2 separate regions of the Zea mays genome follow, and region 2 is linked to region 1. A link is a contact called in public Hi-C data. All regions are on one chromosome and are shown on one strand. The core of a region is the stretch at or near the end of the contact, and the rest is flanking DNA. Distances in the headings are between cores, read along the strand shown. Region 1 holds the start of LOC100502388 (MOB kinase activator-like 1B). Region 2 holds the start of LOC100280596 (mitochondrial NADH ubiquinone oxidoreductase 13kD-like subunit).

Evidence for each region. A called contact is a pair of places that touch in the nucleus more often than the background predicts.
Region 2: a contact with region 1 is called in a Hi-C map of bundle sheath, with 4 times the contacts expected there. The contact joins the promoter of LOC100280596 here to the promoter of LOC100502388 in region 1. A contact is called at or near these places in 2 of 25 Hi-C or Micro-C datasets (bundle sheath and endosperm).

Annotation. Positions count from the first base shown.
Region 1 is chr4:32,785,690-32,793,262 of Zm-B73-REFERENCE-NAM-5.0, reverse strand. LOC100502388 (MOB kinase activator-like 1B) reads left to right here and starts at 3,548. Exons shown (of 7, transcript NM_001196866.1): 1 at 3,548-3,690; 2 at 4,172-4,220; 3 at 5,528-5,636; 4 at 5,718-5,811; 5 at 6,469-6,602; 6 at 6,715-6,878; 7 at 6,998-7,369. The coding sequence starts at 3,668. The coding sequence ends at 7,072.
Region 2 is chr4:33,075,155-33,082,727 of Zm-B73-REFERENCE-NAM-5.0, reverse strand. It overlaps LOC100280596 (mitochondrial NADH ubiquinone oxidoreductase 13kD-like subunit), which reads left to right and starts at 3,809. Exons shown (of 3, transcript NM_001153515.1): 1 at 3,809-4,025; 2 at 6,554-6,638; 3 at 6,757-7,153. The coding sequence starts at 3,891. The coding sequence ends at 6,869. LOC109946012 (a long non-coding RNA gene) reads right to left here and starts at 296. Exons shown (of 3, transcript XR_002269054.1): 1 at 130-296.

The sequences.
Region 1 (7,573 bases), core at 2,299-4,798:
GTCGAGTTCGTTGAGTTCAAGGGACCATTTCGTGATGTGTTCGGACGCATGACGATTTCGGACGATTTTGCCGAGCGGTGCCATGGATACTAACGACACGGAGTGTCGATCGAAGTAGTGGATCGACTTCCTCTTGGCTATGAGTATCGCGTACAACAGCTTTTGGATCTATGGGTACCACGTCTTAGACTCGGTCAGTACCTCACTGATGAAGTAGACAGGCCTCTGTACCTTGAGTATGTGGCCCATATTTTCCCTTTCCACTACCAGCGCCTCGTTGACCACTTGAGTGGTGGCCGCCACATAAAGGAGGAGGGTCTCGCCCAGCTCGGGTGCGACCAAGACCGGTGGCGGGGTTAGGAATGCCTTGATCCGATCAAGGGCTTCCTGGGCTTCCGTTGTCCAAGTGAAATGGTCACTCTCCCGCAACAGCTTGTAGAGAGGCATCCCCTTCTCTCCGAGTCTAGAAACAAAACGGCTAAGTGCGGCCACACACCCGACCAGTCATTGTACTTATTTCAGATTCTAGATGGGGCCCATGCACTTGATGGTCTCTTCTTATTTATCGGACGAGCGCACTTTCTTGTTTGTCGGAGAGCGCCACCCTGATTTCGACGCATTTGGAGGCATCGACTATGTCGATCTGCAAGTTCTCCTTGTCCTCGTCAGACTTGAAGGTACTAGAGCTGGCCTTCGGGCGTCGGGGGTGCCTTGCTGGGCGGCGACATTTCGTAGCTCGGCTAGTTCCCTTGCGGTGGCGAGCGTCGACGCGAGTTCGCAGCTAGCTTCCTAACACGCTTAGGCTTCCTCGAAAGAGGCAGCCACCATAATAACCCTATGGGGTCAAGGTATATTCAACTTGAGGTAGGTGTAATTGGGAATCGTCATGAATTGGATGTAGCATGGTCTCCCAAATAGGATGTTTTAAGCTCCAGGGATGTCCATCACCTCGAAGCGCAGCAGCTCGGTGTGAAAATTGGAGGGGGCGTCGAACGTAACTGGTAGTGTGATTCACCCGAGCGGGTGAATCCCTCTGTCGAGCGTGACGCCGTGGATTGGCTTCGTGCTTGGGTGCAGCGCGGAGCCCGAGATCCCCATGCGGTTGAGGGTCTCAACGTATAGGACATTAAGGTCTCTTCCTCCGTCCATGAGAACTTTGGAGAGTCGTTTTGTGCCCACGGTCGGCTCACTACGGTGGGGGTGGGTTCCAGGGTGTGGGACCCTGCCCGGGTGTTTACGTCGTCGAAGATGATCGGTAGCTCCAACCACTAGAGATATCGAGGGGTGGCGAGTTGTGTCGCGTACACCTCGCAGCCTTCGTGTCGGCGCTTGTTGTCGGGCGCCAGATGGCGGTCGTCTCCAACCACGTCTCCCGAGGAAGGCATTTCTCCCGCTTCGGTGTTACCCATGGTCCAGCGTGAGCTCCGCCCTGGGGCGGCGTCCCTCCTCTCGCAATGTCACCTCTCCACCCCACCTTTTGTGGGGCATGCGGGTCTTATGCGCTTGATGTCGGTCAGTGGCAGTGGCATATAAGTCAAAAGAACCGAACTTGATGCTGCTCCAGGGGGCAAAGGCTTCGACCCCAGCAGGTGCTGATGAACTAGCCATCAGAGTGAATAAAAGTCGCTTAGGAAGCTCGCGGTCCCCTACCTGGCGCGTCAACTGTCGTGATTTTGGAAACCGGGGGACAATAGATTTGTGTCCAGTGGGGATGTAAGCGTGGACTCACTCTGAATGGTGGATCACATGGATCCGAGCGAAGAACGGAGACACATGGGTTATTCTGGTTTAGTCTTTCGCTCTAGTCTAGTATAGTGCTGATCAAAGTATTGCTTAGAGGCATGTTACTCTAGCTGTGCTTGTGTCCAAACAGAGGGAGAGAGACTCCCTTTTATACTTTAATGGACGATCCTTACATGAGAGAGAGGGAGAGCGAGTTCTGTAGCTAATGCCTTACACGGTAGTGCACGACGAGCCTCCTTGAGTCAGTCTCGAGGCGTGGTTGCATTTGACAAAGACCAAACTTTAGAAGAAAAAAAAACTAACCACCCCGCTGTGCCAGAACGTTGGATGACCATCAACCAAGTTTGCTATAGTAGAAAACATGAGATACGATTAAGGTGTCAAAAGACTCTAAATTTAGATTATAAAATTTAAAAATCAGATTGAATTAAGATTAGATTCTATTCCTATTTATTTTTGAACAAAATCAATTAAAAGCTAAATAAATAGTAAAGAAACGTTTGAATAACGATTCGTTAACGTTTAGGTACGAACCGTACGATATACGACACATATGCACCTCGGCTACCGTGCACCACGAGTGTTGCCACATACTTCAGTGGGAGGGAGACCGAAGAGCGTAGTATAGTTAGAAATGGTAACGAGTATCATGATTCGATAATTGATGGGTATTTATCTTATTAGAGTATATGTGTGAGCTAAATATTCTATTATAGATTTTTACTGGACAAAAACCTTACCCAAAAAGAAAACGAGTATCAGAACATTCTGCCCTCACTCATGCTTGTTAACCCGTGAGTATAAAATATCCAATATAAACCTGCCCAAAAACATAAACTTGAGCATTTGGCCTAGACCAAAATAAATGAAACCCTAGTTATATAATCTCTAAGCAGATTTTATAGTTGTTTATTGCGCAATTATGTAATTAGATATTATTTCTATAGATCTGAGCACAATCCTAGAGCATCGTGTGTCTATAATGTTAGAAATCAAATGGTGTGATGCTTAAGTATAGCACATGGTTTATTTAAATTTGACGTTTAATAACTATTAAACTGATATTTTTTAGGGTTCATTATATTTATAAAATGATATTTATCACATATGATATATGTCTAATCTTTGTGGGTACGAGTGACTCGACAGGTGACACATACCTACATGAATATGTATATAGGGGTAAATCTATACCCATAAGTGAATATGGATGATCCCGCGGATTATTTTTCTTTATCGTGGGTATGAGTATTGGATACTAAGAGCAAGTACAATAATGGGCTCTAAGTCTGCTTATATAGTATTTTTGCTTATGTGGAAGAGAGAGACATCAAAAAATAAAGAGAGTGGACACTTGTGCAAGAACTAGATGCTACAAGCTTCAAGAAAAAGATAAAAGAGACAAGAGATAAGAGATTTATCTAAGAGCTAACTGTAAAGTTAGCTTTATTATATGAGTGTGTTTATCGTTAGCTTTAGATAATATAGTAAAAAGTTAGACCCAACAATAGACTCTGTTGTTAAACTTGTTCTCGACTTCGACACGACACGGCCGCAGACGATAGCTGGGTGATCTGACTTCTGACCCGGTGGGGCCCGGGGCATGATGGATCATGGATTCCAGCCAGGCGCCCGGCTCCATCCGCCGCGCGTTCTGCCGCGCCTCGCTGTGCCGGCCCACGCCGCCTCTGACGAGTGAGCCCAATCATTTCGCATCTGGCTCTCGCAGGCGGCAGGTCGCAGAGCAGCCCAGCCCCAGACCCACCTCGTCCGCTTCGTCCTCTCGTCTCCTCGCACTCGCTAGCTGACGCTGCGTGCGCCAAAAGCAGCACTGCAGCAGCAGGTCCAGCCGTCGCCCCCACTTCCCACCACTGCCACGCGCGCGCCGGATCGAGGGAGGGCACGCAGACGCGGAGGAGGGAGGATGAGTCTCTTCGGGCTTGGACGGTGAGCGCTCGCGGGATCTCGATCGTATTGTAGTATTGTACACGTACTTCGCTCTGCACCCTTTGCTTTATTATTCCTTGTCCCCGGCTCGTCGCCCGTGGGTTCGGGACCGCGGGATCCAGGCCCGCTGATGGAACTGAGATCTCGCGCGGGGTTTCGTTCATGGGATCGGGGAATTCCCCTGCTTGATCCGCTGCTCGAGCTGAGTGAGTGGTTGTGGCTCTCTTCTGACGGCCCTAATTAGTAATTCTGCGTAGCAACCAGTGCCACTGGGGAGTTCTGCTCCGCTCTGCTCAGACCTTGTTTCTTCACCTTGATTTTGGATTTGTCTCGGCGTTTTTTTTTTTACCCAACGTCAGATCATGCTGAGCCGAGTTTGGCGGGCTCAGCCTGCTTGGCTTATTCGTTACTGAGGGACTACGCTGATTTTAGCTTCTGATGCAACAACCATGCTGATCAGTGTTTTTTATTCTTTTGGCAGGAACCAGAAGACATTCCGCCCCAAGAAGAGCGCTCCATCAGGCAGCAAGGTAACAATTTCGGCTTCCCAGTTCCCTCTTTTAAGTACTGCACGACAGCACGAGTTATTAGATACCTGCCTGCACCTGCGCCACTATTTGGCGTGCTACACATCATGCAAAGTGCGTATCATGCGTGGTGGCCGTTGCTCTGGGCCGTCAATCAAAATCTGAAGCATGACTGCATACGGGAGCAATTTATCTAGGTGTCAATTTATTGCAACATCTAGTGATTCCTGTGGCCGTACTACATCCAGGATTTTAATCAGTTCTCATGAACTGTTTAGAGGGCATGCAGGTGCGGGCTATGCTTGTCACTGAAAAGTATGTGCAATTAGTCTTGTTAGAACTTTGAGTTAACTTCAGTAGTATGAATTGGTGATGGATCTTATCAGTGTTCTGGAAGTAGACAGGCTTTAAGTTATCTGTTTTGCTTTTAGCCTTTTTGTTCTGGCTATGTCCAGAACTAAAGATATCTTGCGTGGCTGACACTCTTGTTGGCTATCTCGCCAAGAGCTCTGTTTATTGTTGAACATTTGTTAACATAAGGGACTCAACAGTTTTGTTGGATTGCTTTATTCTTCCATCTATTCCAAGACACTATGCGCTAAACATCTTGAAACACTGCTAACGGGATTCCTTTTGTTGCTTATCACGTGTCAATTAAATCCATTACAAAAACACTTTCAGTGAAAGGTCTAATGAACGTTGTCCCACATCTATAAAAAAAACTCGATCTGCGGAAGGTAAGACAGCCCTCGGTCATTAAGAAGAAGACCTTCTCACGCAGGTCAAGAAAACCCCTGAACCCCTGCCCCACCTATACACAGCGGCACCATAGCCCATGTGAGAACACGACCAGGACCGGGCCTTAGACCTATGCTTTGACGTGGGACAGACGAGGGGATTTTTTAACCACAGCCTGAAATTCGCTCCCACGAGGAGTCGAACCTAGGACCTGAGTAGTGCTACTGAGACCACCTAACTAACTTGGCTAGAGGCCCTTCCGTTTGTCCCACATCTATGGCGGTAGTATTTATATACCCAGTGAATCCTTTGTGAAACCAGGCAGGATGCTTATTTAACATTGGATGGTGTTAATCAAAGACTTGCAGCAGTTATTTCTAGCAACGTTTAATGTTCAGTACATGTCGTGGCTCTAAAATTGCCTGTATGAAGGCAAACTTTCTAGGTTTTCCTATACACTGTCTTCAGATCTTGCATGTTTTATTTGCCACTTGAAATAAGCACAGACATTGAGTCATAATTACATTGCGAATAATGTGATGCATAACTTGATATTTTCTTTCTGTCTGCAGGGAGCACAGCTCCGTAAGCACATAGATGCCACTCTCGGCAGTGGAAACCTTAGGGAAGCTGTGAGGTTGCCTCCTGGAGAGGATATCAATGAATGGCTTGCTGTGAATAGTAATGTTCTTCCCTTCTGTTTTCAGTTTTCACCTAACTTGGATATTCCATTGAAGCTAATATGTTTGCTTTGTTTTGTAGCCGTGGATTTCTTTAACCAAGTTAATATGCTGTATGGCACGCTCACAGAATTCTGCACACCTGAGAGCTGCCCAACAATGACAGCTGGCCCAAAGTAAGCCTTTACATACATTCTATCCTTCTGGATTGTTAAAATACAAAATGGTGAAAATTTATCCAAAACGTTTATCAGTAACTAGTTGATTTGCATAATTGTAATTTTGCTTATGGTGAACTGTTTCACCAAGGCTGCTATTCAATGATGACTCTGTCTCCTAGCTAAGTTGGTATTTGCTATTATATCTAGCTACTCATAGCGAACTATATCAACAGTTTTTGAAAACCAATTAGTCTCTTGCTGTAGAAGCTATACATAACTATCAATTGTTAGGGTGTCAAAGCTTAGGAATACAGCTCAAAATTTAAATATTAGTGTACCTAAAACATGTATGCCTCATGGTTACCTTTTCTTAATTGTGCTTGCATTTCCCTGCAATGCAAGGCCACAGTCGTTTTCACATGCTGCTCTAGTGTATTTTGAACCTTGGTAGTTTATAGTCAAGGTTATGCTTCTTTTTCCGAGAAGAAAATTTTCGAAAAGGACTTTGTTTGTGGCCATGCTTTTTATAGTGCTAAGCATTTAACAAGTTAGTGTTTTGTCATATAACTTCATCTGTTATAAATTGGTGCCCATAATCCTGTGATGCATATTTTTGGAAATTAGTTTATATTTAGATCATATCATGACAGAACAATCATGAGGTTTATGCAGGTATGAGTACAGATGGGCTGATGGTGTGCAGATAAAGAAACCCATAGAGGTATCAGCACCAAAATATATGGAGTATCTGATGGATTGGATTGAAGGCCAGCTTGACGATGAATCCATATTTCCTCAAAAACTTGGTATGTTGCTTTTTTGTGGATTTATGGAGCTCTCTCGGTTTCTTGAGAACACCTGGTATCTGATGCAATCGAGCATGTTATCTGATTCGGATTTTGTTTCCCCTTTGTCAAGGCACACCATTCCCACCAAACTTCAAGGAAGTAGTGAAGACGATATTCAAGCGCTTGTTTCGTGTTTATGCCCACATATACCACTCGCATTTCCAGAAGATTGTTAGCCTTAAAGAGGAGGCCCATCTCAATACCTGTTTCAAGCACTTCATTCTGTTTACAAATGTAGGTCCCATCAATCATGGCAATTGCTTTTCATACAACACAATTACATATTTGCATTCTTGGCCAAGAAAAAAAGAAAATGGCAGCAGTTAACGTCCTTTGGTATTTTTGTGCTGCAGGAGTTTGGCCTGATTGACAAGAAGGAGCTGGCTCCACTCCAGGAGCTCATTGAATCCATCATCGTTCCTTACTGAGACTACGGTGTAGTAAACGTGGATATAGAGCTCTCAGTGCAGATGGCTGTGAAGTGTCCATCCGTGACAGAACTTCACTGCATAGAGCTATATGTGCATGTACCTGTGTGTTTCTAAATGATCATGTATTGGCCATGTAAGTGTGCCTGTTATCAGTTATAGAAGGGTGATGATGATCATGTACTGCAAAAAGAGAAAGCACAAGAATGTGTTGGATTGATGTATGCAGTGTTTATTTTCCTCCTGGTTGTGGAACCGTCAGTTTGTCTGCTTATTGCTAGACATTCTCTCCGTTCTATAAATTGTAGGTCGTTTTAATTTTGCTCCAACTTTGATCAAGTTTACATGCAAATATTTCGACATGCAAAACCAAATAAATGTATTGTCAATGCTCAAACGATTTAATGTAACTACTCTCATGTACTAGATGTTTGATCGAATCCTTTATAAATTTAGTCAAAGTTAAACTAGTTTATTTGTGTTTTATTAAAAATCTGGTAT
Region 2 (7,573 bases), core at 2,560-5,059, 290 kb before region 1:
CAGTGTCTGCCAGAGATGAATAAATCGAGTACCAACAAAAGACAAAGAAACCCACCAAAAACAGGAATCCACTGAACGAACAAACCGAATCACTGAAGTGTAAACATGTAGATTGGGGGCGACACTCACCGGATGATGGCAGCAAACACAGGCGGGAGGTCCTCAAGAAACACGAGGTTTGGAGGCGACAACCTTCTTATACACTGACAGGCGAGGCGGGCAGGCATGGTTGTTCAAAGCATGCGTGCAGCGGATGAGGAGGTCGCGGGTTGATTGGAGGTAGGCCGACACGATTGTTCGTGGCATGTGCGGAGCTGGAGGTCTCAGCAGGCGGTTGTTGGCGCGGTCGCGTCTTTCATAGAGGGAGCGTACATGACATGGGAATGTGTAGAATCATGGACACGTGTCCACCGCATATGGGCCCGCTATGGAATCTGGCCCACATGTCAGCGACTCTCGATGGCCCACAGCACTGCCGAGGATGTTTGCCGGCTAAGGCTGTCTTCAGCAACGTCCTCTAAATTTCATCCTCTAAAGGAATATTTTCTGTCCTTTACATCACACTCTAAAAATTTCCGAACTCTATGTCTTCATCATCTCCAGCAACGTTCTCTAAATTTCATGCTCTATATCTCATTCTCCATATTTTCACCAATCATATTAATAAAAATGGTTGCACCATTTTTTTAACCGGATCAAATTACACAGATTATAAATTATGGTATAGGTACGAATATTTTTGTAACCAAAGTTTTTTTAATATTCATTTACAAGTTGCAAATTGTGTGTTATATACACAAGAATAATTTCTTTAAAAAACAAGGCTTCCAAATATCTCCACCACGTCATCTCTTCACAGACGACCAGCTTGCAACGCCCAGCAAGAAGCTTCTGAGGGAGCGCTGGAGAGAACGAACGACTGAACGTGCGAGTGAACAGTTGATATATAGCGCATGGTCGCCTGTACTCCAAATGTAGCGGACGAGGAACACATGCTATATTTTAGCAGATGCTTTAGCGGTTGTTGCTGGGGCTATACCAGACGTCTAAATCCTCTACATTTAGAGTACATGGTGCTTTACCGTCTCTTGTTGGAGACAGCCTAAGCACGCGTACTCTCTTCGTGTCTATCTTATGGGCTTATGGCAATGGAGTACGTACGCGGTAAGGAGATGCTTTTGAAACAGACCCAGGTATCCGCATCACCACGGTGTAGATTGGCACAGCGTGCAGAATAATCAACCGTGAACAACTTGCCGCTGTACTCCTGTCACACAGTCTAATTAAGGTGTTCAGAGTTCTGATCTTCTATCTGTTAAATAAATACTGTGCTATCTCCTGCACTGCTGAAACATCAGCAAATGGGCCGGGGCATCTGTCAGAATGATCAGGAATCAGAACACATCGCCATCGTCTTTATTTTTTATTTACAGTTGCTTGTCGAACTTCCAAATTCCGCCGACAAAAATCACAGCGCAGCCCTGCACGTATGCTCATTGTAAATGACCATGCATGGTACGTGTAAGGCCGGTTTTGACCAGGTTGTGGACCTGGAGCGGACTTGTTTGTTTTTCTCTTAATTCATATGTTGGGTGAGATTGGATGAGTTTAAATGCTAAATAAGTCAAAAAATTTTTATATAATTTTAGAGTAAAATGGACCGGAAACCAGAGATCCTTCAGAGCGTGCAACACACGGACGACCACACGCACTATCATGGCTAGATTATAGTTACTGCGGCTCCAAATTAAACACATGTATCATGCATGCTTAACTGCGTGAATACTCGTTGTAAAATATGACGAGCAGCGCAAAAAGGTTTTTGGCTAGCGTTGCATGCTCCATCGTCAGGCTGTGCAGCACAAACCATGCATTTACTGATTAGATTATGGTTAGTACAGTACGTCCACATTGTTGACGGTATCTTGGTTGGAGAAACATTCGTTGTCATTATCTGTGATTTGCGAACAGGGTAGCCGCGGCCGGTATGGTAGTGTTTAGATGAAGTGACGAGGAAGGATGAAGAGAGATGAGATAAGATCATTCTAACTTGACCCGCGTTTTGTTTGAAGATCCAGAGTCAGCGTCAAGAGATATTCTTCAAAAATGATGGATGCGATCATTTCTCAAAAAATAAAAAAAATAAGGAATGAGATCAGTCCAGAGTTGATCTCATTCCATCCCATTCCCGTTGACACCAAACCAAACACTAACACACAGCATAGAGCAGTGCGTCTGATGTCGATCGAGCTCTTAATCAGCTCAAGCAAGGGCGGCTAGCTAGCGAGACATCCCGTCCCATCCCGTCAGTGCTCAACCATGAGGCGAGTGAAGCACGCACCCCGAGCGAAAACCTCTCAAAGTTGTGAGTGAGTGATTAAACAAGGCCAATAATACATGCATACAATTAATCAAGCATCATGCATGCACCTACAGGGAAATTAAGGAAGAAATAATATATAGGAAAAAGATCGTTTGGTTGTTGCTCCACAGTACTGCCGCTGAAGAAGATACCGGTATCGATACCAGTGATGTTACATGACAGCCACTGCACATCACTCCCTCAGACAACACTCCACGGCTGTGTGGGCCACGCCCTTGCAAGAAGGACTCCCCAGCTACCGACTTTGTCACCGGAAAGATGCCCAGAAGATCCGCCTCAATAATGCATGCAGGTGAGAGACACAAGCAAGCACGCATGGCGGGAGCTAGAGAAAATACCAAAATAATAAAAAAAAAACACCGGTTTCTCTTGTATAAACATGAGTTTTCACTTTTATCGTACCCCTCGCATTTAAATGGTAAAAAAACTAAAGTTATATACAAATGGAGATTCAAACTATAGTCGTTGGCTCTGAACCCCACGTTGACACCTTGCCTAGACAACAAAACACACAGTCAATCATAGATAGAAACCGCGGCCATGCATTAATATGAACACTTTTTGTGAATGCTTTAGTCGTGTCGTGTCGGTCCTTAAACACCAGCAAACCTATCAGGATGTGTTAAACAACTGTGATGCATGCGCGGCTACTGAATCGCCGACGATCCACCCACCGATAATTAGGCTGCACCAACCGGGGTCTAAATTAATCTGCGCGCGCATTAGGGGCAGGGTCCGGCGGCGCAACAGAACAAGATCTGCCAGGAGCTAGCTAGAAGGCCACAACCATGGCTAGCTACTTGCTGCTTGATGATGGAGCCACGGCACGGCCAAACAGAAGCCATTAATCAATAAATCAATTCATTCCATTTCCTGTGAATGTACGTCTCGTTTTCTTGTGACAAAAGAATAGCTCTACTACCATTTAATTCGGTGTCCCACGCGACCCCGTGATATTTATTTCCTATAAGTCGGGAAATTGGATGTCTCTATAAAACTCTTTAATACAAACTTTTTAATAAAAATGTGTGCGTGTGGTGTCCTCCTTAAAACAAACTGTCCACGAAATGTAACATAAATAAATAAATAGAAAGAGAGATGTTGTATTTGAGGAAAGAAACAAACCGGGGGGTGCCCATCACCACAGCTGGCCCAGCCCATGCCACCACACGTCCACACCTGGTCATGGACCAGTGTACTGGGACACTTGACCTACTGTTGCCGTATACTGTACTGTATACTGTATACGTATTGTATGTACTGCTACGCTTCACTTGGACTTGGATGCGCTCTTCTCCTTCCTTCCGGGGACGCCATCACATGGACTTGTATTTGGGTCATGAGTCATGACAGATTAGTAGCTCAGCATGACAGCCCATACCACAAGTTGGGCCACAACGGGCCGGGCTTTAATCCCGTAGGTGCATCTAAAAGTCCTCGTCTTTCTCTTTGTTCTTTCCCGAATTCCCCAGGGTACGGTCCACTTCGCTCGCAACCTTCCCCAGCCATGGCGACCGCGACGCGGAGGCTGCTCCCCGCGCTCCTCAGGACCCTAGCTCCAGCCGGCGCGCGCGGCCTCTCCACCGAGAAGGCTGTTGGCGCAGCCGCCGTCGTCGGCAGCCACACCGCTAAGTGGATGCAGGTATATGTATACATATACCCCTCCCCTCACCGTAGCCTCGACCTCTAGATCCCGATCCGCCTCGGCCTCGCGAACCCAGAGAATGTCCCTGCCCGAATCGGCGGGGAAGACCGCGCCTTTAAGGTTCCGCGTGTGGTTATGCTCGGTGTGAGCCGCGCTTGTTAACTTCACTGCCCCTTTCTAGTTTAGGTCGTCCTTGATGTTGTCGAGACATCTTGAATTGGCGTGATGAGTCCTGATCATCGGGCTTCTAGGTGCTTGTTCCATGTCGACGTTTCTGTCTCTTCTTTGTTAGATGTGCAGGTCTTGTCTTTTAGATTTACCAGGCACCATTATATTGCTAGAGTATGCGAACCCCTGATAGATCATAGTTATCACAATTTCTTGATCATCATTGGTAAACTAAGTATGCTTTGATGCTCATGCAATGGTTTACTGCAGTAGTTGGCTAGCAGCATTGCGAACGGGCTACAGGATCATGTTTAGGGATGAAAACGGTTTCGAAATTTTTCGGAATTCCGGAAACCGATTTCGAAATTTTTCGATCGGATTCATCGGTAACGGTATTTTTCGAAAACGGAATCGGTTTTCGGAATTTTCTATCGGAATCGGTATCGGAATCGGCGTAGTGTTTTACCGACCGTTTCCATCGGTTACCGGTTTTTGTCGGAAATTACCGGATTTATGTCTCGGAAATTTCCGGAATTGTGTCTCGGAATTTTTTTCGGAATTTTCCAGCATGTGATTTTTTCGCATCGCCTGTACATCTCTGGATAAGGATTACTTATTTTTGTATTTTTTGGACGCTTTAAGATTTTTTGGGGTTAGATGGTGTTGGAAGGTAGTTGAGATTAACGATTTGGTCTCTCGAACGAATCCACCATTTTCTATGCACATGTTATGTATTAGTAATATATAATGATAGAGAGCCGACAGTCTGTCTTTTCCACACATTAGATTTTAGGGTTTTCCTGTGAGGCTGTGAAAAACCCTTTATGTAAGGAAAAAATATTTCATGAGTAAGCATGCCACGTCAACTAAATCGAGTGGATATTGTGAATTATGAACTTTGAGTATGTTAACTTGTGATCTTTATGAACTTGTTATACTGTGAACTTGTTATATTGTGAACTTGTGATCTTTGTAAACTTTTTATATTATAAATTTGTGATCCTTGTGAACTTGTTATATCATGAATTGTGAACTTGTGGTATTTGTGATGTTTTGTCAATTTTGTTTTATTGTGAAGTTTGATATGTTTACCGATCGTATTTTAGATTTCGACCGTTACAGGTGTATTTTCCGCACCGAACTTTCGTTTCCGATGTTTCCGAAATACCGATATCGTTTCCGTTTCCGGAGTTACCGTTTTCGATTTTGTTTCCGATAAAAAATATGAAAACGGTAATGGTTTTAGTGTTTACCGACCGTTTCTGACCGTTTTCATCCCTAATCATGTTAGTGACTTGCAGTTCTGGCAGACACAGCTTCTATATGATATTTTGTTTATCGTGCCTTGTCCACCTAGCTATGTGCCTTCAAGGAGCTGGAAATGGAGTCAATGGTTTTTTTCCCTGCAGTACCTATAAGCTTAACATGTAGTGGGTGCACTTTTAGGTAATAAGCACTGTTTTTTTATAGTTACGGAATATATTTTGTATAGGTTTGCAGAATTCAGTTATGCTTGGTTTAGGTTTAAGTTTTATTTAGCTGATTTCGAAGGGTGCACCTTTGGGTAATATAAATACTGTTTTCTGAAGTAAGTAATTTATTTTATATAGGTTTGTAGACTTCAGTTATGCTTGGATGAGATTTAGGTTTTATTTAGACGGTTCCTAAGGAAGCTATCATCTTGATGCAATGTGTCTAGGTTTCAGCTGATGAATGGGAGCTCAACATCAAATGTTTGAACTGCACAGTTTAGTGCCACATGTTTAAGATGTCCTGTAGGTTATTATATTTTTGTGTGTTGGGATGAGTTTCCATTGTTGATCACATGAAACAAGTTTTTGGAAAGCTTGGTGGTTGTTGCAGAGCAAGCCGGTTCTCAACATGTCTCTCATATTTTGTTTTTTTCATTTAGTATTATGATGACTTAACATCAAGCACTATCCTGAATGCTGAATGTTCCTGACATGATTTATTGAGTGGAGTAAAGACCAAAGTTTCTTGGTAGTAAAAACAAAATGACTACTGGAAATGATTTATTAATTCTGTAGTTTTCAATAAATATCCTTGAAACTTGGAACTACCTCAGGATTTGTGGATAGCATCAGTTATTTGTTCTTGTTTGTATTGGAAAGTAAAACCAGGATTTCAACCTCAGGCCAGGCACACATGAGAAGAGTCTTGCCACCTGACTACCTGAGTCCTCATTCAGTTTATCATTGAGAGACCGTGATAAAGTTTTTTCTTTTTGGTTGCTATGATGTGTGCTGAGTTGCAAACCTTTTCTCTTTTTCTCCCTTTTCATATGGATCACTTTTCTTCCCAACTTATTTTTCTTTCATTAATTTTATTTGTTTTAGGACACGAGCAAGAAGTCGCCAATGGAACTGATCAACGAGGTACCTCCAATCAAGGTTGATGGTCGCATTGCCGTCTGTGAAGGGGGTAGGCACCAAAGCTGAATATGCATACTCTATTTTGTTTTGCACATTCTCAAACTGATGACCATATCATACATCTTATGTAAAACTGACTTACCCGTATGCTTGCTGCATCGTTTCAGCTTCTGAAGGTGTTGGACTTGGCCACCCAATCGAGTACATCTGCCTTGATCTGGAGGCACCTAATGTGTGCAAGTACTGTGGTCTCCGTTATGTTCAAGTTCACCATCACTAAATTGAGAAGATAATGCTGTCTACCGCTGCAGAAGCTGAGTTGAGGAGTTTATGTGCACACACATTTGTTCCACAATGTTCTGTAGCGTACTTTGAACTATGCTTGCGGGCAAAATATTACCTTTGATGATCATCCTCTTCTCGGGCGATCTTTTATTAATCCTGTCTTAGTATGGTTCATTTTTCTACAGATGAATTGTGCTCCTTTTTCAGAATCTATACAAGCTGTGTGTATTGAAGTTTTACTCTGAATAAGCATGGAACTAACTCTAAGGCAATTTAATCTCAGAAGTTCTAGTTTTCTGGAGTTCCATGATCCAGACGTTTTCCTTGTTGAGCCTATTTAACTTTCTGGAATCCATGTGCTTCAGTTCCGTGCTTCCTTTAATTCAGAATTTTTTCAAGTCTTCCGGGGAGTTCATGAGCATTTTATCTGCTTTCTTGGTTGTTTACCCTTCTGCATCTTCATGTCCTCACAAGATCAATGTGTTCTTAATGACTTCGGAAGTTCAAATGATTAAAATATTCTCCCTCATGCCCGAAAAGAAAAAAAATGTATGGGGTTGGTTAAACTTTTTTAAAGGTTGATTAGGCCTAGAAAATAGTACCAATATTTTGTATTTCCAAATATATTTATTATGGAAATATACTCTATTATTTATCTAATAATACTTATTAGACATCATAAATATTTAGATTTTATAT